2 separate regions of the Hordeum vulgare genome follow, and region 2 is linked to region 1. The links are chromatin contacts, called in public Hi-C maps. All regions are on one chromosome and are shown on one strand. Each heading gives the region's core, a stretch centred on a gene start, on an enhancer-like site or on the middle of the called end of the contact. The rest is flanking DNA. Distances are from core to core; before and after follow the strand shown.

Region 1 (7,931 bases), core at 3,512-6,011:
AGTCGCTTTGCCAAATTCATTGGCAAAGCCCATTCTGCCATGATGAAGGCGTTCTCCTTCTAGTGCGCTCAGAACCACGATGTGGTTTCACGTTTGATCTCCTCCAAGAATGCCCTCAAGGCTCGTCTGAGAGACTCGGGCACTCTTGATGTCAGTGACGATGAGGCTATTACTGCTATTCCTCCTTCTGATTTTGGCTTCCCATCTGGTCCTGAGTGGGCTGATTTTCTTGACGAGGCTGGTGGCAGTGGCTTGCCTGAGGATGAGGATGATGTTGCTGATGATCTCTGAGCATGGTTGATGTTTCTGGTGCCTCCCTTTTCGGTACTTGATACCAAAGGGGGAGTAATGTATCCTAGTTTTTAGTCTTTGGAGTTTTAGCTTTTGAACTCAATTTGCATGTTTGAATAATGTAATGGATAAACGACTCTGATGCACTATGTTTTGCTACCTATGAATGTCGTGCTTGCTATGATATCATCGTATGTTATTATGTTTTGTACTATTACTTCATATGATGATCGGTTGCCATATGATGATCTATTATCTCTACTAAGTCACATGATATCTTCGATACACACATTAAGAGGGAGCTCCGTTATTTTTACCGTGCACATACTAAGGGGGAGCTCCGTACCAAACCTCTCCAAAGCTAAATGTAAGTTAAATCTTTTGAGAGCTATGTATATGTTGTCATCAACTACCAAAAAAGGGGGGGGGATTGAAAGTGCAGTCATGCCCTTAATCGAGTTTTGGTGTTAATGACAATACATACATAGGAAACCAATCTTATTTGTTGAGTGTATCTCAGGATGGCGTTTAAAGTACTCTTAGTAGATCGAGAATTATGTGCCAAGGTGGTGTGAGAAGATCGGGACTTATATGTCAAGAAGGATCGGGATTGAGAAACAAGATGATGTAGCCTATCCTTTGATTTACTATTCTTGAGTATAGGGATCCCGCACTATTAAGAGGGGATCACGGGTTTTGCGATGAAATTGCTCAAACTACATCTCTACTTCTCTGCTCAAGCCACATCTCCTCTGCTCTTGTTTGATTCCAAAAACAGAACCAAAGCCTCGGACATCCGGCTCCCTCCGGACGTCCGAGGGCCGGATGCCCGACCACTTCGAAAAACCAGAGCCTTATACCAGAGTCAAAATCTCAGACTTCCGGCTTCCTCCTGACGTCCGAGGGCCGGACGCCCGACCACTTCGGAAAACCGTAGCCCTATACCAGAGTCAACTTGTCGGACATGCGGCTTCCTCCGGACGTCCGACCACTTTCGGAAATCCGGTGCCCTTGAGCAGAGCTGAACTCTCGGACATCCGACCCTCTCTTCGAACGTCCGGTCCCTGTTCCACTACACTGTGGCCAACTGATATGAACACTACTTCGGTTGTCCAACGCCTGTCGGACATCCGGAAACCGTCGGACGTCCGACCACTGTCAGACTTAAGTGACCCCAACGGTTACTTTAGTCTCCCCACTATATATACCCCCTCCCACTTTGTGAGAGGGGGTCCCACACAGCAAGAACACTTACAAGAACACCTTCTTCCTCACTCACTCTTGCCTACACCCAATCTTAGATCCCAAGAGCATTTGTGAGCCCCTTTGAGTGTTGTTCCAATCAAAAGATAGATCGTCTCCTTCTCCTCCTCTCCACCAAAGTGATTTGTGATTTGAGCAAGTTTTGAGCAATCCCCGTGATCTTGTTACTCTTGGATGTTGGAGACTCCTAGGCGGTAGGAGTCTTCGGAGAGGAATCAAACCATTGTGATTACCCCCCGAAAAGTTTGTGAGGGTTTGGAAGCATCCTCAAGGCTTACCACTAGTGGTTGAGAAACGCCTTTGTGGTGTTGTCTCAAAGGGAGAATAGGGTGAGCCTTCGTGGCGTTGGTGTGCCTTCGTGGTAACATCCGCCCCTCTAACGGTGACGTAGCTTCCCTCCAAGGAAGTGAACACTGGGATACATCCTCGTCTCTCTTGGAGTTGTGGTTATCCGTAACTCTAACTCTCTACTTGTGTTAATCCTTATTACGTACTTGCATTTGATTATAGTTTACCGGATGCCTTACTTTACTCTAAATAGCTTACTCTTTGTCTTTGCAATTATTAGGCTCACTCTCATATTCCGCACCATTGCCTAAAATTTCTAAGTAACTATTAAAATTTGGAACTGTACCTATTCACCCCCTCTAGGTCCATCTCGATCCCTTTCAAGGAGAGTAATCTCATTGTAGGCATGTTGGAGGTAGATGGAGATGGATATGATTCGTCACGTCGAATAAATTTGTTCGGACTTGATTCCTAGTATCCACTATGTTCTGATATTGATGTTGCTATGACTTTGCTATGCTTAATGCTCGTCACTAGGGTTTGAGTGCCATGTTTTTTAGATCTGGACCTATTATGTTTTCATGAATATGTTTGAATCCTAGATTCTATCTTGCAAGTTATATGCACATGTTATTGTTCCGAACCGTAGATGCTAAGGTGATAATAATTGGGATACTCTCCCGGGATGACTTTAATTTAAAAAGTTCATGTATTTACTATGTGTTAATGCTTTATTCTGATTCTCTATTAAAAGGAGCACCTTAATTATCCATAGTTTCCATCAGGACCTCACTGCCACGGGAGGGTAGGACAAAAGATGACATGCAAGTTGTTATTGCAAGCGTATATCACTATATACGAAATACGTGCCTACATATGATTGATGAATTGGAGCTTATAATACTATTTTTCTCAAACTACTACTACCGCTACGGTTGCCTTTGTTACAAAACTTCTACCGTCGTTACTATTAGTATTGGTGCTACTTTTACTACCGCTATCAAATTATATTATTGTGCTACTAATAAATTGCTGCAAGGAGTTTATTTTCCTGGTGTGGTTGAATTGACAACTCAACTCCTAAGGTTTATATATATTCCTTGGCCCCCCTTATGTTGAATCAATAAATTTGAATAAAATACTTCCTTCAAAGACGGTTACGAATCCCTATACTTATGGATCATCAAGCGGCGACCGAAGCTAGGGTTTGGGTGTCAGGGCTCATGGACGCAAGGGTAGGTAGAAGTGAGAACTGTGGAAGTGGACATGTCCGTGACTTCCACATTTAAAAGGATGAGCACGGGGGGTTGACTAGCTGGCCTTGCCGAACGTGGGGATTGAATGGGACCAAGGAAAACGACAGGCGGGGGTGGGGAAGGGAGGGAGTGGGTGGTAGGACGGCCGACAAGCAGGCCCAAGACGGATGGAAAGACGACGTGCATGTGTGTCGAGTGTCCACTCAACGTAAATCCAAATCAAATTTAGGTAGAGTTTAGGTCAAGTTGGACACGGGACGAACATTATTCATGGTTACAATTATGAGTTGGGCCGTGGATTAAGTTTGTTCCGATCCAAACGGACTGGATCGGACGAAATGCTACCGTGCGTTAGAGTTGGCCTAACGGCTTGGCAACATGTATTATGCAGCCATGTCTCGAGGCGAAATCAGTCGTGCTCGTGTGGGGACATCCCGAAACAAAATAGATAAGTTACGTAGGACGTGCGAGGAAGAGATCGAGTGAAAACAAAGGAAGGTGGGGATCGAACATGGTCCAACCATCACAACATTCGATACCCTTTGATACCCTTTAATAGTAGAGTTTATGCAGCCATGTCTCAGAAACGAAATCAGTCCATTATTTTTTGAGAGGGACATCCGTCCAATTAAATACACAGAGAGCAACAAAAAGAAAGGGTGAATATTCCTAGCTACAAAAGGCCTAGCCATCTCTATTCTCTGCGGAGCCGAGCAATGTCGATCCCGACTAATCAGCAGCAGCAGCAGAGCCCAAGCAAGTGAGAAAGTGACATGAACGGCAGCCAATCAAGAAGCAATCAAGGGAAAGGAAGTCTTAATTGCTCCTGTCAAGCCGTAATGAGGATCGTGCGCAACGATCACGACACGCCCCTCCATCATTGCTTACAGATGGTTTCAACTTTCAACTTTCAAGGGGGTCCATGCTTTTGCTTGCCACACGGTGATACGATGACCACGGTGAGACACGGACACGTTTAAAATGCAGGAAAAATCTGCCACACGGTGATCTCACGACCTCATGGTTTTGACATGGAATTTGCCAAGGCAGTTAGCTAGTGCAAGAAAAGAATATATTGGGGGTGAGTTATATATATATATATATATATATACTCCATGGTTTAATTAGGTTCCAAGTGATTACGAGATGACCTACTTGATTCCATTCATCATGTGGCATAGATTGTCGTTGGTGGCAACCACCGAGAAGTACACAAACACCTTCTCCGATCCCCAGAAGATGCACAGAAAAAACAGAAAAAAAAAACACAAGCACAACGCGTGTCAGTGAGTCAACAAACACGTAACGGCCGAGAGATCCGACATCGCTCCATCATCATTCTTAATCCCATTCCAATCAAATCAGTTGAGGTCGTCTCTCGTCTGCCCGGTCTCATTCTGCACTACCAGACGCCGAACTCCCAGCCACAAAATGAACAGGATAACAGCCATAAAACGCCACTCCAAAAATGAATAGGTTAATCAAGGTTCCTTTCCAGTTGAGATAATAATCTTCTTCAACGGGCCATGCCATCCCCCGTGATGATGGATCAAATCAAATGTCAACAGGTTGGGCTAATTAGGCAGGCGTCAGCGTAAGTGCGCAGTAATGGCCGTGTGGCCGAAAGGAAAGCAAGTACACACGTCTATATATATATCTACATCCACCGCTAGCTTGGCGCCACCTGCTGTCTACTCGGCCTAGCGCGCGAACCACCACCATGTGCCCTTGTCCCGTCTGACCGAGAATCCTTGTCCCGAGCTCACGGGGAGCCCGTAGCAGCACAGCGCGCCGCGGCGGATTTCAGATTCAGCTTGCACTCGGGGCACTCAAGAACACAGGGAAGACGAAGACGACGACGAAGAAGAAGTAGGGCCAGAGGCGGGGGAGATGGTGGCGCAGAACCAGAGGACGCCGGGAGACCAGGTAGGGGAGGGGCGCCGCTCAGGGGCCACCGTTGGATCGAGTGTAGGGTGTGCTGTTCTTGGTGATTGATTTGGTGTGTTGTGGGGGTGGCGATGCAGGTGTTCTGGCCCAAGGTGGTGCTGAAGAAATGGCTCAACCTCAGGAGCAAGGACGCCAAGTTCAACGCCGACGAGGACGACGGCGACGACGACGGGGAGCAAGGTACGCAGCAAGCTGAGGCTCCTCCTTCTGGGCTCTGTGATTCGAATTCCTGTCGTCAGGGATCGCAACCTCCTTCCTCCCCTTCTCACCTTTTTTTTTTTTTTGCTTGCTTTCCGTCTCGCGCAGAGGAGAACTGCGGCTGCGACGGCGCCGGGGCGGAGCGGGAGGCCGGCGGCGTGGGCATCGCCGGTGAGCTTTTTTTTTACCTCATTCGTACGTTTCCAGCGATGCGTGTTCTTATCCGGTCCTCAAGACGGGGAAAAGTGCAGCTTTGGACTGTTTTGCCCTTTTGGGGAAACATCGCTGATACCAGATTCCCACCGTCAAAAGTAGATTAGTGCCCGTACCTGATTTTGAGCACCTCTTGTTCCGTTTGACACTGATTTTGTAGAACCCTTGTTACCACTGCCAAATTTGCATTCTGCACTAGTGTTAATCGGAAGCAAAATTCAGAAGAATTCTTCATGAACCACATTGATTTTTCTTGAACGACTTCCAGAGGAGAGCCTGGACGCCGCGCCGTACAAGCTGCGGCGGCGGAACTCGGAGACGATGCGCGCGCAGTACATCAGCACCAAGGAGCTCAGGTACGGTCGAATTGCTCGGCACGATGGCGGCGCATTTTCCGGTTCTCGCGGTTCGTGGCATGGTGATGAGCTGCTGGGTTCCCGCAGGATCTGCATTGGCACGTACAACGCCGCCGGGATAGAGCCGCCGGAAGGCCTGGACATCGCCGAGTGGCTCGGCACCACCGGCGGCGAGCAGGCCGACATGTACGTGCTCGGGTTCCAGGAGGTGGTGCCGCTTAACACCGGCAACGTGTTCGGCGCGGAGGACGTCCGGCCGGCGCTGGCGTGGGAGGCGCTCATCCGCGACACGTTCACGCGGACGCAGCCGTCATGCTCGAGGCCCAAGTACAGGTACCGCAGCCACCCGGCCAGTCCGGCGCGCGACGGCTCCGACGAGCTGTTCCCCGGCGGCACCGACACGGAAACGGAAACCGACGACGACCTGCCCTTCAGCTTCCCGGTCCACCCCGAGGAGTACGTCGCCGCCACCCCCAGGAAGTTCGGGGCCATGGACGGTCCAGAGGACGAGCAGCCAAGGGCGCAGCAGAGGGCGCTCCTGAAGACGATGAGCAAGACGGACAGGATCGGGCTCGCCTGGCCGGAGCAGCCGCTGGACCTGATGGCCACCGCGTCCTTGTCGTCGTCGTCGTCGTTCAAGTCGCCGAGATCGTTCAGCGCGCACAGGTCGTTCATGAAGTCCCGGGTCGACGCCGACGACTGCCCAGCCATGATCACCGACCTGGACCTGGACCTCGACGGCGCCGCGGCGCGTGGTCATGGCAAGAAGAAGGGCGGCGGCAGGTCGCCGTTCGTGAGGATCGTGAGCAAGCAGATGGTGGGCATCTTCCTGACCATTTGGGTGCGGCGCGGCCTGCGGAGGTGCGTCCAGAACATCAAGGTGTCCACCGTGGGCGTGGGCGCCATGGGCTACATCGGCAACAAGGGGTCGGTGTCGGCGAGCATGTCCATCTACCAGACCATGTTCTGCTTCGTTTGCACCCACCTGTCCGCAGGCGAGCGGCCCGGCAACCTCCTCAAGCGGAACGCCGACGTGCAGGAGATCCACCGCCGGACGCGCTTCGCCGGCCCCGGCGGCCTCGGGCTGCCGAGAGACATCTACGACCACGAGTCAGTGATAATCTACATGTTGCATCGATCAATGCATCGCCAAGTGATCTGACATACATGTTCTTGTAGGAGGATTTTCTGGCTGGGCGATCTGAACTACCGGATCGACGTGGCGTACGACAGGGCGCACGGCCTGGTGTCCGCCATGGACTGGACTCAGCTAGCGGAGAAAGATCAGCTGAAGCGGGAGCTGAGGAAGGGGCGGGCGTTCGAGGGGTGGAGCGAGGGGGTGCTGGAGTTCGCGCCGACGTACAAGTACGAGGTCGGGACGGGGAAGTACATCGGCGACGACCAGAAGGGCGGGAGGAGGACGCCGGCGTGGTGCGATCGGGTGCTGTCGTTCGGGAAGGGGGTGAGGCTGCTGGGGTACGGGAGGTCGGAGATGACGATGTCGGACCACAAGCCGGTGACGGCGACGTACGCGGCGGAGGTGGAGGTGTTCTGCGGGAGGAAGCTGCAGAAGGCGCTCACGCTCACGGACGCCGAGGTCGAGAGCGGGGATGTGGTCGTGCCGGACCTCGAGTTTTGAGCTGGTTGATGAGGGGCATCGGCGGTAGCACGGCATGGACTTTATTTTTGCGGGCGAGAACACGCCATGGACATGCGCCGGCTGAACCATGCATACCATGATGAGGCCTTTGAACACGCCATGGACATGCACCGGCTGAACCATACCATGAATCGGTGATTCGCAGTTGGCTCGACAAAATGTTGGACATGATGGTGTCGTCGTGTGCGTGATGCTCCACTGTGACGAAACATGTGTCTGCATTAGTGTGTCTGGTTTGCAGATCAATGAATTTATAGGGGTTTTTTCTTCACTTTTATCCCCCCGTGTGCTGTCTGATTCGCGCACAAAACACAATGCCCATGTAAAACCGAAGCACAAAAGGAAATAAAAGTTGATGCACCAGCCGGGTATCGAACCCGGGTCTGTACGGTACTATTCTACCACTAGACCACTGATGCTATGATGTTATCATCGAACTGGTTACATTTGTCATAGATT
Region 2 (7,931 bases), core at 3,168-5,667, 310 kb after region 1:
GGACATCAGGTTGTACCAGAACATAATACTAGCAAACAGAGGAAGCTCCAAATATTAATACTCGGCCTCAACCTCCATCCATTCTACAGGCTTACTAAGTCTTATATAACCTTAATAATAAATAGAATTCTGATTTCGACTAGTTAACCAAGCAAGCAGAAGCACAGGCGCACACACATACACATGCTATATCCGGTGGTGGGATGGCATGGGTTGAAAGCCTGTAGGCACTCATACCCCCCAACAAACCACCTACTCTGTGTCCATTGCATTCCCCACATCATCCTCTCCTTCCGCTTGGTTAGTAGTAATGGCAAACTGGTGCGGTGGCTTCTTGTGAGAGGATCGCAGAGGCATCGTCGCTCGTCGTTTCAAACTCTCCTTTGAAACTGCACAAAAAAGAACAGATTTTTGGTGTGAAAAAGAAACCCTTGCCATTCTCCTTTAAAATCACAGCTAACAAAGTCTGGCAACAGGATAAGAGTCTACGACAACAAATCCTAGTTCTAGAATGTACTAGTAACTTCCATGTTACAAAAGGAGTTTTGTTAACTGGAAATCTTGTGGTCACCAAAGTTAAAGGCATCGCATCGGTTTTGAAGTCATATATAAACCTGTATTTAATTAACCACCAGACTGAACTCAGATGATACAACTACAATCCATTTCACTGTCTACATCTCAGAATGAATTTGAGCAAGGCATATTGATGTATATTTACCTGGGGGCATGAGATGGCTGGAGATGGCAGTGCGGATATAGGTGTTGGGTCTTTGCATATCGAATTCCTGCACATCCAGCAGCTACCCATGCTTGATGTCAACAGCGATAACTTTCGAGTTCCTGCTCGTACTGCTGCTGACATGGGTCCTGAGGTACAACAAGCCATCTTGGTGGGAGCTGAGAATGGGGTTGGTAACAAATAGAGACTGGGGCAAGTTGTAGTCGGAGATATCACGAGAATGGAGTTCGTGCTCCTGCCGGAAGCAGGAACCACCCCAGGTTTCCAAACCCTCATTGAGCCCCTCCAGGATCCATGTGACCACCGTCCAGCCACTAGGGGTTTCTGAGTAAGGGATGTTGAGGTCGGTGTGGATCTGCAGGTCGACGAACCTGACGATTCCAGTGTCTTTGACAAAGACAATGTCCCGAAAGCAGCATCCAATGTCCAGGGCAATAGGGAGGCAATTTTGCGGCTGCCTTGGCGGCGGAAGGGAGACATAGCGGAGCGGGCTGTAGGGTGTGTGATCTGCAAGCACGTCAGAGAAGAGTATGCCATTCCAGAGGTCGACCCAGCCCATGATGCCACGGCTGGAGCCGCCAATGGTGATGACCATGTCGATATCGCAGATATAGTCGGATGGCAGCCGCGGCTGCGGAATAGCAGCTGGCTTGCGGGTCCAAACCTTGGACTTGGAGTCGTACATGCAGAGGTAGTATGGGCCATGTGGGCTATTGCCAGAGTCGTGGTAAAAGTCGTAGGCAAGCGCTGCGATCCTGTAGGCATCAAAGTCATCCTCGTCCTTGGGGAGGGCGGCGACGGCGACGGAGGGGCTGAGGATGGAGGCTGGAGACGTGAAAGGGAAACCTTGAGGGCGGGCAAGGGCAACGGCAGGTGTGGAAATGTTGGTGTTGTAAGGCACGACACCGATCGCGCTAGAAGGGATGCAGTCGACTCCCGTACTTGGCAACATGCTGGCGGGGATGTGCGGGACCCAGGTTAGCTCCGGCTTCCCCCTCCCCGCCGGTGAGGATGCTGCCTGGTAGACCAAGTATTCGTAGGTGCTCTTCTTGGCCTGCAAGACGGAGGGACCGATGTGGCCGTGGCAGAGGGTGATGAGGGCAAGGTTACCCTCCGCGGCGAACACGAAAGGCTCGCGGAAGAACAAGCGGGACTCTTTTTCACCGTGGTCGTTGGGGCAGCAGGCGTGGCAGCAGAAATAGGAGAGACGAGGCGGCGGGGCGAAGCACAAGGTCACCTCCACACTCACCTCCTTGCCGTCCAGGTCCCTCTTGAATCGACAGCGGGCGGAGGTGTGGTTCTTCTTGTCGGCCATGTAAGCGACGCGGTCGAGGAGGACTTCCCCCCAGTCGACCTTGGCCGCCGGCGCATCATCCAAGGCCGGCGGACGCAGAGAGGCTTCGTAATAGCCTTGGTGCGGCATGGTGGGTCTTGTGCGATCTCACACAGGCGTGCTCCTGTCTAGGACCGGCGGTGCTACTTATTGAGAGGAGGGGTGAGGTCTAAGAATCAGAATCAGAATCAGAATCAGGTTGTAGTCGAAACCGGCTTCATAAAAAAAAAGACACACATTAGAGGAGGGGGGGGGAGTGGGAAGAAGAAGAAGGGGAATGCACTGGCTCGGCGGCGGAGGAAGAACATGTCTAACAAATACTCCCTCCGTTCCTAAATATAAGACCTTTTAGAGATTGCACTATAAATTATATACGGATGTACATAGGCCCTGTTTGGATACTCTAACCGGGTTAGAGGTTAGAGTTAGATTCTAACCCTCAACTAACCCTGAACTAACTCTAACCCAAGAGGTGTTTGGATTAGAGGGTTAGATTGGCAATAAATGCTCTTTTCCAATCATTTGGCTACTTTTGTCCATGTTCAGTGTCGGATTTGGTGTGGCCGGTCGTTGTGTGGCCGGCAGGGCGCGGCGGGGCGGGGCGGGGGCGGGGCGCGGCGGGGTGCGGCGGGGCGGCCCGGCGGCGGGGCGCGGCGGGGTGCGGCGGGGCGGCTCGGCGGTGGGGCGGGGCGGGCCGCGGCCGGCGACGGGAGGGACAGCGACGGGAGGGACGGGGGGTTGGTGGGATCTGGTGCGGGCTGGATTGAGTAGCAAGTGATTTTTTTTATTTTTTTTTTGTCCTCACCTAACTCTAAACCAAAAAAGCACCTCTTGGATGGGTTAGAGTTTTTGGGTGGGTTAGATGCATCTAACCCAATCTAACCCTACCTGTTTGGATTTTTGAGGGTTAGATAGCTCAACTCAACCCAATCTAACTCTAACCCTAGGATTCAAACAGGGCCATAGACATATTTTGGAGTATAGATTCACTTATTTTGCTCTGTATGTAGTCTCCTAGTGAAATTCCTAAAAGGTCTTATAGTTTGGAACGGAGGTAGTAAGAAACAACACACCGTGGCCGTTGGCCGGAGGAAGTGTGGCCGCGAAAATGCTAGACCTACTAAAACCTACATAAATTTACTAAACCTTCCAACTAATCTAAACATGCCCCCCTGATTTTCAGGGATGGATGGGCCTCATCCTTCTCTTAATTCAATCAGTTCTTGCCAAATCAGACTATCACGTAAACGTACGTAAACATTTACGTAGATATAGCATTGCTTGTGTGGCCGTTGATCCTCTCAAAACAAAAAAGCTAGACGTAAAATTTCTACGTACTGTTACGTGACTTTCCTAAACAATCTCTCCCCCCTTCCTGATTTCAAGTGGGTGGGCCCCCTCCCCTAACTAAACCCAATTAAAAAAGGACAGATAAGCAATTACGTTAGTTTACATAACTACGTTACGTAGGTATAGCATTGCTCCTCTCGAAATATCCTATTTGTCGCTCGTTGCACACACGAGCAACCGAGCAGCGACGCAACGGACCGGCCCATATAACTGCTCAAGCGTTCCGGTTTCGAAAGAGGTTTCAGCCAGTTTTTTCTGGTTTTGAAATTTTTTCAGAACGTTTTCCTGAACTGTTTTGTTTTTCATTTTTCTGTTTTATGTTTCGGTTTTAAAACATGTTCTTGATTTTCAGAAAATTGTTTTTCAAATTCGAAAAATGTTCTTATTTTTAGAAAATATTCTGGATTTTAAAAAAATGTTCTGGATTTTGTAATATGTTTTGGATTTCCAAAAACTGTTCTTGATTTTCAAATACAATTCTGGATTTTTCAAAAACGTTCCGGAATTTGAAAAAATGTTCCTAAATTAAAAAAATAATGTTCCTGAATTTGAAAAGATGTTCTAGGATTTGAATTTTTTCCAGAATTTGAAAAAATGTTACAGATTTTCAAAAAAATGTTCCAGAATTTAAAAAATGTTTCCGAATTTAAATAAATAGTCCGGAATTTTAAAAGTTACAGAATTTGGAAAAATATTCCGGAATTTTGAAAAAATGTTTCAGAATATGAAAAAATGTTCGGAAATTTGAAAATAATGCTGCGGAATTTTTATTTAAATGTTTATGATTTTTCAAAATAATGTTCCAAAATTTGAAGAAAACTTCTTCTATGCGTTGGATTTTATCTTTTATTTTCTATTAGTTGGCCGGCCCTGTCGCGATTCCACCGTGCGTCCGCGCGTTGTTGGACGCAAAGGGCGTCGGGTAGGACCTCCCGGTCCTCTCTGCCCGTCTGCTGCAAACCCTAGCGTCCAAACCTGACCTCATGGGCCGCCCGACCCTTTTATAAAAGGTTTGTTAGCGCTGCACTGCTCCTTTCCTCTAAAATTTGTCCTTAGCCAGTCTCATCTCCTCCGTGTTTTTTGTTTCGAGTTTCCTCTCCTCCGTGCATGGATTCATCTCAGGTGCCCAAGCATGAAGTACACAACAATGTAGGTACATCCGAAGTACTCCCTCCGTTCTTAAATATAAGTCTTTTTAGATATTTCATTAGGAGACTATATACGATGCAAAATTAGTGAATCTATATTCTAAAATATGTCTATATATATCCGTATGTAATCTTTTATGAAAACCTCTAAAAAGACTTATATTTAGGAACGAAGGGAGTATGATGCATTTTTTATATCCTCTTCATACACATATACATGTCAGATTAGTCCATAGATAGAAAGAACAAGCACTAACATGCACGTGATATAACAAATATTTGAAAAATTAATTATCATAAGTTGCTCTCATAATAAAGGTTAGTACGGATGGCCCAACTCCATCAAATATTGAAAAATAATAATTGTCAAAACCAGTCCTGGATATTTCCCGCGTTCAATATTACATACATATGAAGTGAGTTGTACACACGTGATTAAATATATAATAGTAAAACAAGGATCCCATGTAAACCTAAGAATAGTTATTAAAAAACCAGGTGTAACGGTTCGGTTCTTACTTTGGGTTTGATTGGTTCAGGTTTTATTGGGCTGAGATTTTTTAAGTTTGATTTTGGTTTGGATATGTGGAGAAATTAGTTTGGTTATAGTTGGTTATGAGTTTAAACGGTTTGGTTATTAGCGGTTATAAACTATGCGACCAAATCGGTTTCTAGGCATTGGTTATATGCAGCAACCAACGACGACCGAGAACGAGTATCTTTGATCTGTGTACATGTTGTAATGCACTATATAATTATGTATTATAGGGAAACACCACATAGAAATCGGAAGCGTTTGCTAGTGCTTTGGCTAAGCAAATTTTAGTGAGCTTTCCGACCGTGCGCATTTTCTTTTTGCTTCTTGATGTGCTGACTGTATCTTAAAGATAACTTTGTTCCTAAACTGCTGTAGATGCACTTATGTCTTTTCTATCTCATTTGCTTCTTAACATGTCAATTTATACAATCATATGTACATTAAAGCAAACTCATAGTTATGTACTGGGTTTAAACCTATGATTATATATTGGATTTAAATTGATTTGGGTGTAAAAAGATAGTGGTTTAGTTTTGGTTGGGCTGAAAATGATATTAAATGGATATGGTTCAAGTATGATTTTAGGAGATAAATGTACAAGTATAGATCAAGTATGGTTCAAGTATGAAACCATTCTCAGGTTTATTCCCATGTATATGTCTCAATGACATGTACTAATTAGTTTCTTTTATCAGTATTGCTCAAAATATCTATCTTAGTCTTATATCTAGGAGATACAACGGTGAACTAATATTCGAGGTGGTGCATCATGATTTCTCTCATGAATTAGGTTAGAAATATTTCTAAGTGGTGGTGGATCACGGTTGCTGTCTTCAAATAGCTTAGTACTATTTCTAGCTAATACAGGAAATAATTGTTTCCATCGAGTATTCCACAATTTTATTCTCATAACAAATATTTATTTTTTAAACCTGTCTATCTCCCGTATGAAATATTAGCACATATATGGAGAGTTGTACAAAAGCGAACAAAATAATTAACTAGGTGTTATACACAGAACAAATGATGCATATCTTGACTAACACAAGATGAGTATTAGCAAAGCTGGTTAAAATAAACATAAGAGATGAGCAAATTTCCTAGCTTTTACGATGGTGCATGAGGATTTCAAATACGGAAAAATCTAATCAGCGACGCCGCATGCTGTCCTTCCCGTTGCAAGGGAAAAACTCCCGCACGCGTCGCTATTGTTAAGAATAGATTAGTTGCTTATTAATTAAGCTGATTAGGATTAAGTTAATTCTTAGATAGGTTACTTAGTCCTCAAGTAACCATGCAGTTCCTTGACTCTCAAGAAAACTATGTAATAATTAACTTGGCCCTTAAGTAACTTCAAGTTACTTAACTCCCAAGCAACATGTGTACTTCCGTTCGAGTATAAATACCCCATTGCTATCATCAATAAAGACTAATGAATCATCTTTCATTCAACTCTCTCGATTCTTTACTTTCTACTTCAAACACGTTATCAGTACGCTCTCGAGTGGAGCGATTTCACAACAGGTCTGGACGTCTGGTATTCAAGCAATAATGACCGAAGGCGAACGACTTCTACGCAAGGCGAAGCAGCGGTAGCGACCGCGGCATACTGGTGCGGTACTGCGCGTACTCCGTCGGCTGGATCAAGGCACGGGGCGGCTTCATGATTCGCGGAGTGATTGCAGCAAGGCTGGTTGTGGCAGAACGGCATGCATGTATGCATCAGGAAATCAGTTGCAAATGCAAATCTGTTGTCTCCTTGTGATTAAGAGTGGCAGTCCGATCTGGCAAAGCCATGAACGACTTCATCCTTGGCAAGAGCAGCAACAGGCTAACAATGCAGCGACATGCAGCGGCAACCCATGGTCCATGCATGCATTTGTACAGGAAATTAATCATCACAATGTTAATTCCGTTTGTCTTCTTGTGATTAAAGAAATCTCATTCATTCTACCTTATGCTAAAGTCGCTTCATCAAATCATCCATGAAGAGGTCGACTGCACTTCATCCACATCGCGAAGGCGTTTCTTCTACTTGCAAAAATGATGTCCAGCGTGAGGAGGCCTCGATCCATGCGAGACACCCCGACAACGGAAGGTAACACCGGCCTCGACGAACCGGCAGCCTCCATCCCGGAGCGCACGGCGACCCTCGGCCCCGTCGCTATCCTCCGGCGCGCAACCCCTTCATGGTCATCAGCCGGCTCCAACAGACAAGACACGAGTCACGGTGGTGCGTCCTCAGACGCGATCGTAGTCCAACACGACGACCCGACCTCTCGATCACGCTTGACCGCGGCGCCCTCGCGCCAGCCACGAGGCAACATCCTCCCCGGTGGCGACCCAAACGAATCAGTTTGATTCTTATCCACGCAAAGGAAGACAATCCCTTACATATCCCCATTGAGCCCTCAGGCTTAGAATACTTTGCAGATTAATCGTTATACTCTTTGTGAATGAAATTACATAAATATGTAAATTATTAAGATTTGCATCCATATGTATTACCATAGTAATACTAAATGCAAAAGAATATTTTGCGTGCCTTTATTCCTTCGGAATTTAAGACAATATATATGTCTTTGCCACAAACATTTCCTAAGACATGCGTTTTACGAAAACAACTTTTTTTTGCAATTAATTTTAATTTTTGCAAATCTTATTGTAATTCAAAACAAGGATCACATATTCTCATACTTAATATGATGACATCCAAGTTTATTTGTGAATTACAAGGTATTTGATGGCATCTACTGCATATTTTTGTAGATATCCATCACTACTGTAAGATCTACATTTTGTCATTTCGGCAAGATGACT

What was found. Hi-C and Micro-C count contacts between places; a contact is called where the count stands out from the background.
Region 2: a contact with region 1 is called in a Hi-C map of seedling, with 2.8 times the contacts expected there. The contact joins the enhancer-like site here to the promoter of LOC123442952 in region 1. A contact is called at or near these places in 1 of 6 Hi-C or Micro-C datasets (seedling) and 1 of 1 datasets of contacts at active chromatin or transcription factors (embryo).

Annotation. Positions count from the first base shown.
Region 1 is chr3H:55,097,610-55,105,540 of MorexV3_pseudomolecules_assembly, forward strand. LOC123442952 (type IV inositol polyphosphate 5-phosphatase 3-like) reads left to right here and starts at 4,762. Exons shown (of 6, transcript XM_045119146.1): 1 at 4,762-5,024; 2 at 5,123-5,225; 3 at 5,352-5,414; 4 at 5,725-5,812; 5 at 5,900-6,922; 6 at 6,992-7,868. The coding sequence starts at 4,989. The coding sequence ends at 7,451.
Region 2 is chr3H:55,406,949-55,414,879 of MorexV3_pseudomolecules_assembly, forward strand. No RefSeq gene overlaps it. Among protein-coding and RNA genes, the nearest start is that of LOC123445828, 8.4 kb to the left of the region's middle. Within about 2 kb of position 4,418, at least 2 of the 3 cell types and tissues checked have open chromatin away from gene starts, as enhancers often do. A contact at or near this core is called in seedling, where this site is marked.